Linked DNA regions of Hordeum vulgare: region 2 is linked to region 1. The links are chromatin contacts, called in public Hi-C maps. All regions are on one chromosome and are shown on one strand. Each heading gives the region's core, a stretch centred on a gene start, on an enhancer-like site or on the middle of the called end of the contact. The rest is flanking DNA. Distances are from core to core; before and after follow the strand shown. Region 1 holds the start of LOC123448008. Region 2 holds the start of LOC123448013.

The links. Hi-C and Micro-C count contacts between places; a contact is called where the count stands out from the background.
Region 2: a contact with region 1 is called in a Hi-C map of seedling, with 3 times the contacts expected there. The contact joins the promoter of LOC123448013 here to the promoter of LOC123448008 in region 1. A contact is called at or near these places in 3 of 6 Hi-C or Micro-C datasets (leaf and seedling) and 1 of 1 datasets of contacts at active chromatin or transcription factors (embryo).

What each region holds. Positions count from the first base shown.
Region 1 is chr4H:97,475,634-97,481,360 of MorexV3_pseudomolecules_assembly, forward strand. It overlaps LOC123448008, which reads right to left and starts at 3,300. Exons shown (of 13, transcript XM_045124765.1): 1 at 2,631-3,300; 2 at 2,435-2,526; 3 at 247-343. TRNAP-AGG (a tRNA gene) reads left to right here and starts at 3,329; the gene lies at 3,329-3,400.
Region 2 is chr4H:97,724,806-97,730,532 of MorexV3_pseudomolecules_assembly, forward strand. It overlaps LOC123448013, which reads left to right and starts at 3,325. Exons shown (of 15, transcript XM_045124770.1): 1 at 3,325-3,633; 2 at 4,647-5,049; 3 at 5,139-5,316; 4 at 5,386-5,525. The coding sequence starts at 3,531.

The DNA.
Region 1 (5,727 bases), core at 2,050-4,549:
TAGTTTAAAACGGCACGCTTTGCTAAGTGCTAAATAATGCACCTTTGACATGTTCCAAACGTAGGCAAACTGTGGTCTGCACGACTACTTGACAGTACAGGAAGACAGGTTGCTATTTGGTATTGCCAGTCTGATGTTTAAATTATGCCCGACAATACGGACTGCACGAGTACACAGAGTTGTTTTCTGCTATAAGGTGGTGAGCAAGAATCGCAGTTCATGAGAGGAAAAGTTGACACGAACAACCTCCAAAAACGTGTTCAATGCTAATCTGGGCCACGTAGGCTTCAAGATAAGCATGAACTCAACACCTCAGGGACTAGTGCTGACAAGTTTCATCCACCTACAATAAGATCCATCATAAAAGGATCAGCATCTTTGACCATATTAAAAGTACAATTGATAAATCGTAAGACTGTAAACTTTCAATGAAAAGCAAAGTATCTGTGTCATAGGCAGAATGTGCTTAAGTCTGGTTCCTGCACATTTCTTAGTTTTTCAAGTTTTCTCTTCTTTCTTATTATTCAGTCTAATAAAGAGTCTACACACATAGCCTGGATCTTACGTACTCATGCATGTAGAGAAAATCAATCACAGAATAATAAGCTTAATGCAAGTACAGAAAAAATATGAGGTAAAAGCATTAAGTGACAATATCACAATAGCCCCGGTTAAAACCTACAGACCACATATGAGAAGTATTGTCATGCTGAAGATACGAGTATTTAGCCAGGAATAAGAAAAATCGCATTTCACCAGAGTCAGAATTCAGAAGTACGTATAAAGGATCATTGGCAACATAAACATGATAAACACATTCAGGTGCGAATCCAGAATTCAAGCAATGGGGGCAGCTGCCCCTACTCAATTTTCTGTGTCTTTGTAATATATCAAGTTAAATAGTGATTTGCGCCCACTTAGCAAAGATTTTTTTTTCTCAATTAACACATCTTTGCCCCCTCTAAAATTCGATCTTGGGTTCGCCCCTGAACGCATTTTTCCTTTTAGTCTACCAGTAATATGTGCATGTGGTCTCAGCATACACACTACATAGACTTACACAAGGTTGGCAAACCCCTTAAAAGGTGGATGCCATTCATAGGGTGCCAGAGCAGCAAGGCATATGGATGAGCTAAGAATGTTCAGGAGAGAGACCCTAGTCTGGATCAATCTCCTGAACGAAACCGTACACTATTCTCAAGGCCTCCAATTCTGCACTCTAATGCTTGTAGCTGACCCTCCTCGCATACAACTTTTATTTTCTGGAACCTTTGGATACCAGAGACCATTTGCTAGAATTGGATGTGGCAATCTGCTTGGGCATGAGGTATCATGCAGATTCAAGTAGGGAGACAGCTATCTCTCTGGCTTTTGCTAGTAGCCTGACAAGGCTGAGACCTTCAGGAGTAGCTTTGCTGCTGTATTTCTTGAAATGCTTTTGCATACTCGTTGCTGAACGGAAGAAAGACTCAATTTTGAGATTGGCAGTGGCATGATCTCCTCTTTTAAGGGCTAGTTGCAGCTCTTGGATACTCATCTTCAACTCGGCAAAGTTCACTTGCATAGCACTGCAGATATCAAGCAGCGCAAGGGACTGTTCCAGTTCGTTCTCCACCATTTTCTTTTGCTGGGGCAAGCAGAGGTCAACTTGGTTCCTTGGCAAGCGCACAATCTCCTCAACACAGTTGTAGACATGTGCAAGCTTCCTCAAACCATCATTCAGTGTGACAAGGGTAGTAGGCTGCCTACAGAAGCGTGTTTTTAGGCTGTGCAACTCTTCTTCTGCTTTGATTTCACTAAAATGAGGCCTAGAAGGCAGACTTGTAGATCTTAGACGGCAAGACATATTTGTGATGGTTGGTGTGAATGAGTGATGGAAGAGAAGAGGAAGGAAGAAAAGTTGCATACCGTTCAGCTCTTCAGGCGCACTCCATTTATAGTTGAGAATCACAAAGCCAATGGAAGCGAAGCCAGTGATCATCTAAACAATATGGAGCAAGTTTTGCGCTACAGTTATATGGCGTAGCTGTTAGTGTCATAGACAAGTCTATGTTGTTTCATCTTGTTTGTGCAACAGGCATCAATAAGTGAGCTTACAAACAGGCGATGCCCCTACAATTGGTGGCAAAGCATATGCACGAGTGTTTAACATTACTCAGAATTAATCTACATTGTCGACTGATACGCAGCAACCAAAAGAAAAGAAATGTGAGCTGTGGAATTTGCGTTTGTTGGAGGACCGCTCGCTATCTACAGAATGATCCACGACCCATGCATCAAAATTCTGCAAGCATGCTTCGATGCCATGTTCCGATTGTTCCAGGCAGAATAAACCGCACGGGTGTCCCATTTTCTGCTTGATAGAGGTCAAGGGGGCAGAAATAAGAAGATAGTAAGGTCTGCTAGTTGACTCAACCTCCAGGAATGTGCTCACCTAGTTCAGGTCATGAACTGTCCACCTCTTGGAGTTGCCCTGGCATACTGGCATGTCGTGGCCACCTGTGACAAGATCCACCACACAATGATCTGCAATCTTGGCCATGTGAAATGGAATCAATTAGTGAAAAACTAGACCACATACTTGAATCCACCATATGCAGTTGAAATCAGGCCGAACAAAGATAGGTTACCGTCATGAGTGCGGTAATTCTGCTTGGCAGGCCATAACAGGGAGAAAAGGCGCAGGCATCATCTAGTCGGTCGTGCACAAGGTATACTGACAAACAATACTTAATGGCCTTCATCTCCGAAATACCCAATAATGATGAGGTTCTTCTCAGAACGAAATAAATAATCGATGAGCTTCTGCGACTGTCATGAAGAGTTGGATGTCAACCGCATCATCAGAGAGCGCTGCTATTCAGGAGCATCTTCCATCCTCATCGAAGTTGAGAAGAGACACCCTGCTCTACCTCACTGCAGGAAATGCTGCTCTGCTCCCCACGTTTGCCAGAATTAGGCGCGGCGGTTTGCCTGCAAAAAGAAGCCCGCGGCGCATCGCACGGCAGCAGCAGCCGCTCATCACCGTCGCCCTGAACCGCATGTTTCCGTCGAAAGAAACTTCCTTGAATGGCGAAAAAGGGCTCCGCACCCGCGAGATCCAGCGATTTGAAAGACCGTGCAAACACGACGTCGTCCCTCAACTACTGCAGCAGTACGAACATGCGGTGGACGAAGTAGGACGAGGCGGCGGCGGCGGCGGCGGCGCGACGTGAGGAGAGGGGAATGGAGTAGGGATTGAAGTCGACGGGGCAGGAACCGGGTCCGCGTGGCAGCGATGATCCCAGTTCTTGGTATGAATAAGCTGTTAGGAAGAGTGTAGCAAGAAGGGCATTTGGTCTAGTGGTATGATTCTCGCTTAGGGTGCGAGAGGTCCCGAGTTCAATTCTCGGAATGCCCCAATTTTTTTCGTTTTATTTTTCATTTTTTCACAGTTTGGGTTTGCCTTTTTTCCAGACTTTCGGATTATTTCTCTTTGAGTACGCATGCACCGGTGTAAATAATAAAGTTCACAGTTTAGGTTTGCTTTTTTTTTTTGTTTGACAGCAACTGTTTTCTTTTGCTTTTGCTTTGGCTCGTTGCACAATTTGAAGATAGGGATGTGGACGTAGATTATTTCTCTCTGACTTCACATGCATCAGTGTGAACAATAACATTTAAAGAAATATTAAATATTTCAAATTTGTTTGGAACAAACATGGTTGCATGTTGTAGCTATGTGTAAATTTTTGTGAAAGTGAATTGAACTTGTTTCTGCTCTAGAAAGAAAATGATGCTCTTAAATGGTCATTTTGTAAAAAAAATTGGAGACTGATTTTTCTCACCATGAATATTATTTCTTCATAAGGGTATCTCCACTCGCGCCCCCAACAGCCCCCCCCCCTCCCCCAGACAGGGACGATTCTAGGGGGGAGGGGGGGGGGCTAGAACCCCCCTAACAAATTAATTTTTCTACAATGATAATGGTTGTTGTGGTAAAAAAATTCAATTCATATGAACCTTGCCCCCTCCATGAACAAACTTGCCCCTCCTATGCTTGCATGCTGGCTCCGTCCCTGCCCCCAGGCCCCTTTTTAGACATTGGCGGTAAAAAATCCTCCTAGTCGCGCCCCCAGGGCATCGTTTTTGGCCGGTTGGGCCCATTTTATGGGTCGACGATCCCAGGCCAAACCTAGCGCGTTGGGGGGGCAGTTGGGTGGTCCGGCGGAAGGAAAAGTGGCGTGTGGGACGCCATTGTCAGGCGAGAAACGCCTTTCCTCCGCCAGATTCGCCCTCCCGCGCCACAGGAAGCCTCGCCGTCATGCCAATCCCGGTGCTGCCCACCTGCCCACAGCCGCTACCCCGCTGGTAGAAAAGGTCATTTCCTCGCCGGTTTCATGGCAGCATCCATCCCACTCTCTTGGGCGAGCTTTTCAGACCATTCACCGACGGCTTCCCACCCACCATGCCCGCGAGGTGTTCGGCAATTTGCCGGCACGGACATGGACTCAGACAACGAGGACGCATTCGTGGCTTTGATGGAGGAGGAAGTCGAGGACGACACGTCGATGAAGAACACCTCATGATCCTCGTCGCGCTGGCCGGCCTCTTCGCGAACTTTGCCAAGCCGCAGCGAGGTGGCTCGGCGTCGGGAGGGCTATTGCGTGCTCTACACCAACTACTTTGCCGACGCTCCTCTGCATGGAGAGAAAGTATTTTGACGTCGTTATCGGATGGGCCGAAATGCCATCCGGGAGTTGGACAGCTATTTCATTTGCAAAAAGGATTGCACGGGTACGGTACTCCAGAAGTGCACCACAGCTATGAGGATGCTTGCGTACGGAGATCCCGGTGATATACATGAAGACTATGGACGCATGGTTGAGCCCACCACCATTGAATGTTTGTACAAGTTCTGCAAGGCAATGGTGGCAGTGTTTGGGCCACAATACTTGCGATCACCCAATGCTGAAGACACTGCTCGGATCCTAGCACAGAGTGCAGAAAGAGGATTTTTTGGGATGCTTGGAAGCATCGACTGCATGAATTGGGCATGGAAAAAAATGTCCATTTTCTTGGCACTAGATGTATAAAGGCACCAAAGGAGGTTGCAATGTGGTACTTGAGGCAGTGGCCACGTAGGACCTATGGATTTGACACTCCTTCTTTGGCATGCCAGGAACTCACAATGAAATCAACGTACGACAGTGTTGGAATGTCTTTGCAAAGCTTGTTGAAGGTCATGCTCCTCCGATGAACTTCGAGCTCAATGGGTGCCACTACAACAAGAGATACTATATCTAGCGGATGGTATCTATCCGAGATGGTCGACATTTGTGAAGAATATCTCAAACCCTGTGCCAGGAGGCAAGAAGTCACACTTTGCTAAGTGTTAGGAGGCTTGCAGGAAGAATGTCGAGCAAGCATTTGGTGTGCTCCAATCTCGATTAGCTGTTGTCCGGTAGCCTTCTCTGACCTGGTCGAAATCTCACATGTGGGAGGTGATGAATTGATGTGTCATCTTGCACAACATGATCATTGAGATCGAGAAGGAAGAGCGAGTGTTTGACACTGAACCATATTTTAGTCAGGGTCCTCTTGCAGTTGTTGATCACGTGGTACTGGCAACATGGGTTGCCTTCCTCAATATGCGTCAGGAGATCCGAGACCCACAGGTGCATCAACAACTGCAGGACGATCTGGTGGAGCACCTATGGAGGCTCAAAGGAAATACCTAGTTCGATTTGT
Region 2 (5,727 bases), core at 2,075-4,574, 250 kb after region 1:
GGGGAGTTGATACGTCTCCATCGTATCTACTTTTTCAAACTCTTTTGCCCTTGGTTTGGACTCTAATTTGCATGATTTGAATGGAACTAACCTGGACTGACGTTGTTTTCAGCAGAATTGCCTTGGTGTTTTTTTTGTGCAGAAATCAAAGTTCTCATAACGTCCTGAAAATTTACGGGGAACATTTTTGGAAAATATGAAAAATACCTGCGCAAAGATCCACCTGAGGGGGTGGGCCAGTGGGCCACAAGCCCTGCCACTGCCACCCCCTTGGTGGCGGTGGGCAAGCTTGTGGGGCCCACACGGCTCTGTCGCCCCCAATCTCAGCTCTATAAGTTCACTTTCGTCCCAGAAAAAATAAAAAGAGAAGATTTCGTCGCGTTTGCGATACGGAGGCGCCGCCACATCCTGTTCTTCATCTCGAGGGCAAATCTGGAGTCCGTTTTGGGCTCCGGAGAGGGGAAATCGTCACCATCGTCATCATCAACCTTCTTCCCTCTCCAATTCCATGAAGCTCTTCGTCGTTCGTGAGTAATCTATTCGTAGGTTCGCTGGGCGGTGATGAGTAGGATGAGATCTATCATGTAATCGAGTTAGTTTTGATGGGGATTGATCCCTAGTATCCACTATGTTCTGAGATTGATGTTGCTACTACTTTGCCATGCTTAATGCTTGTCACTAGGGCCCGAGTGCCATGATTTCAGATCTGAAATTATTATGTTGCCACTGATATATGTGTGTTTTAGATCCGATCTTGCAAGTTGTAGTTACCTACTATGCGTTATGATCCGGCAACCCAGGAGTGACAATAACCGGAACCACTCCCGGTGATGACCATAGTTTGAGGAGTTCATGTGTTCACCAAGTGCTAATGCGTTGGTCCGTTTCTTTATTAAAAGGAGAACCTTAATATCCCGTAGTTTCCTTTTGGACCCCGCAGCCACGGGAGGGATGGACAATAGATGTCATGCAAGTTCTTTTCCCTAAGCACGTATGACGACACACGGAATGCATGCCTACATCACATTGACGAACAGGAGCTAGCCACATATCTCTCTGTGTTATAACTGTTGCATGATGAATATCATCCAAACAAATCACCGACCCATTGCCTACGAGTTTGTCCTACTGCTGTTACTACTGTTGCTGCTGCTGTTACTTGTCTTGCTCTGCTGCCACTGTTGCTACCACCGTCGCTTGCTACTGTTGCTACTTGCTACTGCTGTCACTACTGCTGTTCCTTGCCACTGCTGTTACTCGCTACTTTGCTGTTACTACTTTGCTTGCAGATACTAATCTTTCAGGTGTGGTTGAATCTGACACATTCAGCTGCTAATACTCGAGAGTATTCTCTCACCTCCTCTTTGGCGATCAACAAATTTGGGTCGAATACTCTACCCTCGAAAACTGCTGCGAACCCACGTGCTGGTGGGCCATCAACAACATTCTTCTAGTTTCGTTGTCGGGGAGTGCTAGCAGCATTCTTCTGGTGTCATTGCAGGGGAAGGGTTGTTGTCACAGAATCAACATTCGTGTAGCTATTGCCAGAGAGTGCAAGTCAGGATGCGATGCTCCTAGTTCCACCTCGCGTGGTGCACCGGCGGGCTGACCTGCTGGCGAGGCGGACGGGAAGACGCTGGTGCATGGATAGGGACGGCGGCGGACTTGCCCTTGTCATTCACGGAGAAGAACCCCATAGTGGTGGTGGCTAGGGTTTGCCGCCGGCGGGGGAGCACGGGTGGCTAGATGAGGACGGAGGCGGCTTCTGGAAGAGGATGAAGCCGCCTTCCCCGCACACTCGGATTAAAAAAGGACGCTAGTGGGTCGCTCACGCATGGGTCCGCGGTGGGCGGGCGTCGTTAATAAAGATGTCGCTGGCTTTGATCGGGCGCCACGTTTGAACGGGCGTGGACATGAGAAGGCACGCACCGCGTCCGTTTTGTGTCCGCGTTGACGCATTTCAGGCGTAATTTTGGACCGAAAATGGGTCCGCACGCGATTTATGTTTGGATCGACGCGTTGGGTGTCACTTTTGTCCGCCGCGACCTAAACGGACGCAGGCGGACGGAATGGGTTGGGGCGTTGGAGTTGCTCTAACATCATATAGCGAAGCAGTTGGCTATAGTACACCCTCCGTTCCTAAATATAAGGTATATAGTTTTTTCAAAAAGTCAAACTTGTGTAGCTTTGACCGAGTTTGTAGATCAAAATATCGAGGTCTAGAATACCAAATCATTATCACTAGATTCATCATGCAATATATTTTAATATTATATATATATGGTATTGTAAATAACTATATATTTTGCTATAATGTTGGTCAAACATAGACATGGTTTGACTTTTTTAAAAACCTAATACACCTTATATTTAGAAACAGATGAAGTATTAGGCTGCTCATAATGGGAGTATCATATGTAGTATCATGCATGCCAATTAGACAATTTTGATCAGGTGTCATAAAATTAAATGAAGAAAGAGATGGTTGAGTATCATATCATGATACCGTATCATATTAAGTGATGTGCTACTATGTGTCCTGCATGACAATAAATGAACTAACTTATGATACTAACATATGATACTATGCATTATGGATGTGGTATCATGGACTAGTATCATATATATATACTCTCTCCGTTCCTAAATATAAGTCTTTTAAGCGATTTCACTAAGGGACTACATACAAAGCAAAATGAGTGAATCTATCCTCTAAAATATGTCTATATACATTCGTATATAGTCCTTTAGTGGAATCTCTAAAAAGACTTATATTATGGAACGGAGAGAGTATGATACTAGTATATGATACTACCATTACCGCCAGCCTTAGGGTCAGTTTTTTTTGATTTTTTTGAGCTTCTAGAATAAGCTGCCCCCTACCGAGCTTATTCTAGAAGCCAAACAAAAATATGTTTTTAGAAGTTTACAAGTCAAGTCTTAATTAGTAGACTTTTAAAAATATATATTTAATTTAGTTTCTAAAATAAGCTGGCAAAGGGTAACTTATTTCAGTTTATTTTAGAAGCCAGAAAAAGAAATGGCCCTTATCCATGCTCTAACATCGCAATTTAGCTGTCCCTCTTCGTGGTGATGGCAAGTACGTTGGCCCCAAGAGGACCCAGCATGTGGGTGACACCAACCGCCACAATTATATCGTTACAGGATATCAACCGTTAAGCCAACCTGTCCAGGCATCAGCCGGATGACACGCGGGCCCACCAACTAAAACAGTCACACTCCCCGCTCCCGCTGACATACTGGGTCCACATGCCAACCACGCGCGCGCCGCAGACAAGCTCTGTCCGGGCCGCACGCAGCGACGCGGGTTCAACTCGGGCACGCCTCCGAAACAGGAAGGAGACAAAAAAATAAAAAAATAAAACGCCGCCGAGTTCTTCTCCGGCGACGGCGGCGGCGGCGGGAAAACCCTAGGGTTGGGAGCCCCTGCGTGATCCCAGCGTACACGGATCCCCGGCCACCGCCGTCTTCTGCGCCGCGCGACTCCCCGTGCCCCGCGGCGGGCAGAGATGCGGAAGGCGATGGGGAGCGTGGACGATCTGATCGAGGAGGCCAAGGTGCGCACCGTGGCCTGGGCTCTCGGCATCTTCACCATCTCCTACTTCCTCACACGTAAGCTACGCTCCGCTCCGTTCCCCTCCCCCATTTGCCACCCTCGATCTTCGCTAAGTACGCGGCAATTGAAGACCGCCACCCCGATGCGGGATTGGATTGCTCTGGTAGGAATTGGATCGTCATGTCGTTGCATGCTTATCCGAGCTACGCACTAGAGATTATTTCTGCACGAGGATGTATTCGGCAGGGAATTTGGGTGTCTGCTGCTGTTGGATGCAGGTGTTGGAATTGTGAGGGAATTCGGTGGATAATGCATCAGAAATCTACACAATTGCTACCAGGATAACTAGAGCTTGTGTGCAAATTTGCTACGGAATGCATCTGACAGCTAGGAGTTTTGACCGCTATTGCTTGGGGACTTTTAAGCTGCTAGTTTCTGCTTGCCCTTGATTGGTTACTGCTTTTAGCGGTAGAGTTGAGAATTGGGATCATTAGGAAGCGGATTTGCTCGGTTATATCAAAACTCCAAAAAAATTCTTAAATTTGTGCGATAATGTATTTTCGTAAGTCGTTTGATGGATCTCTAAATGCACTAGAATGCAAGTAGTGGTTAGTGTACCAATGATGCCTTATTTGTTGATCTTCTAATTTTACAGTGTTTGCTTTGGATCAGTATAAATGAGGCCGATCAAACCTACGTACACCAATGTGTTCGTGCTGAATGAGTCAAAATAGGCTTTTAGCATTTCGTGTGAGTAGATTACTTGTGAATTATGCGCAACATATTTCCTCAGCCCATTTTCCAGTGGAAATAAATGAGCAAGATTTAGCTTCAGAGGTGGTAAAGAGAAGAATAGGCCAATCTTCATTCACATATTTAGTTTGACTACCCCCCTCCCTCTTTTATTTTGGCTTCACTGCGTCGTTCACCAATTTGTTGGCAACCAAGAAGAAGTTGTCTATGGTTTGTTCTCGTATTTTCATGCAGCTATTGATTTTTACATCATTTGTAGCTCTCATCTTGCATATACGGCCTTGCTGACATTTATCATCTTCTTTCTTTGAAATAGATACAAGTAAATCAATGTGGACAAATGTTCCCATGTCCATTCTTATACTTGCATTTCTCCGTTATGTCTCCTTCAAAGTGGAGTTCCGTTGGAGAAGTCAGCCTGTACCTAAGCAGCCATATTTGTCTCAAGCATCAAAACGACAGTTGTCTGCTAATGATCATCGGCTTTCAACTGTGCCACCAGTTTCAAGATGGAGAAGGAAAGTCGATTCGCCTGCTGTCGAGGCTGCTTTTGAAAGTTTCATTGATTTAGTTCTCCGGGACTTTGTCATGGACTTGTGGTATTCTTCTATTACTCCTGATAGAGAGGCCCCAGAACTGATACGTGGCTTAGTACTCCATGCCCTTGGTGAAGTATCAGGCAGGGCGAAAGAGATGAACCTAGTTGACTTGCTAACAAGGTGAGTAAAAAATTGATCTACTATCCAGGGTGTACTTATTTGGTAATCTGTGCGGAAAGTTAAAAGGTTTTCATTTTTCACTATTGCAGGGATATGTCTGATTTGATTGGAAAACATGTGGATATATTCCGAAAAAATCAGTCTCAAATTGGTGTTGATGTCATGGGAACATTGTCTTCCGAGGAAAGAGATGAGCGATTGAAACAACATCTAATAGTTTCACAGGAACTTCACCCTGCATTGTTATCTTCAGAGCACGAATACAAGGTAAGGGTAATACTTTTAGCTTTGTTGTAGTCCATTTATCCAACAAATAATATTTAAAGTGGGTTATAGGTTCTTCAAGAACTAGTTGGGGGCATTATGGCTCTAGTGTTGAGACCTCAAGATGCACAGAGTCCATTGGTTCGCTGCTTCTCCAGGGAACTTCTGACTTGCTTAGTCTTGCAGCCAGTGATGAACTTCGCAAGTCCTATGTAAGCTCTTAGTTCTTCACCTTGTTTTTATTTTGAGCTCTACCACATGCTCCTGTTTTCAATTAATCACCTTCTTGGTACTTCGGTTCATGTGGTCATGGTATGCTCAGAAGAAAGCCAATGCATTTTGTTTCTCAAGTTCTTCCTGGTTATTTTTCATCACCGTCTTAATATTCACAAAGTTGCATGCAATCAGTAGTTC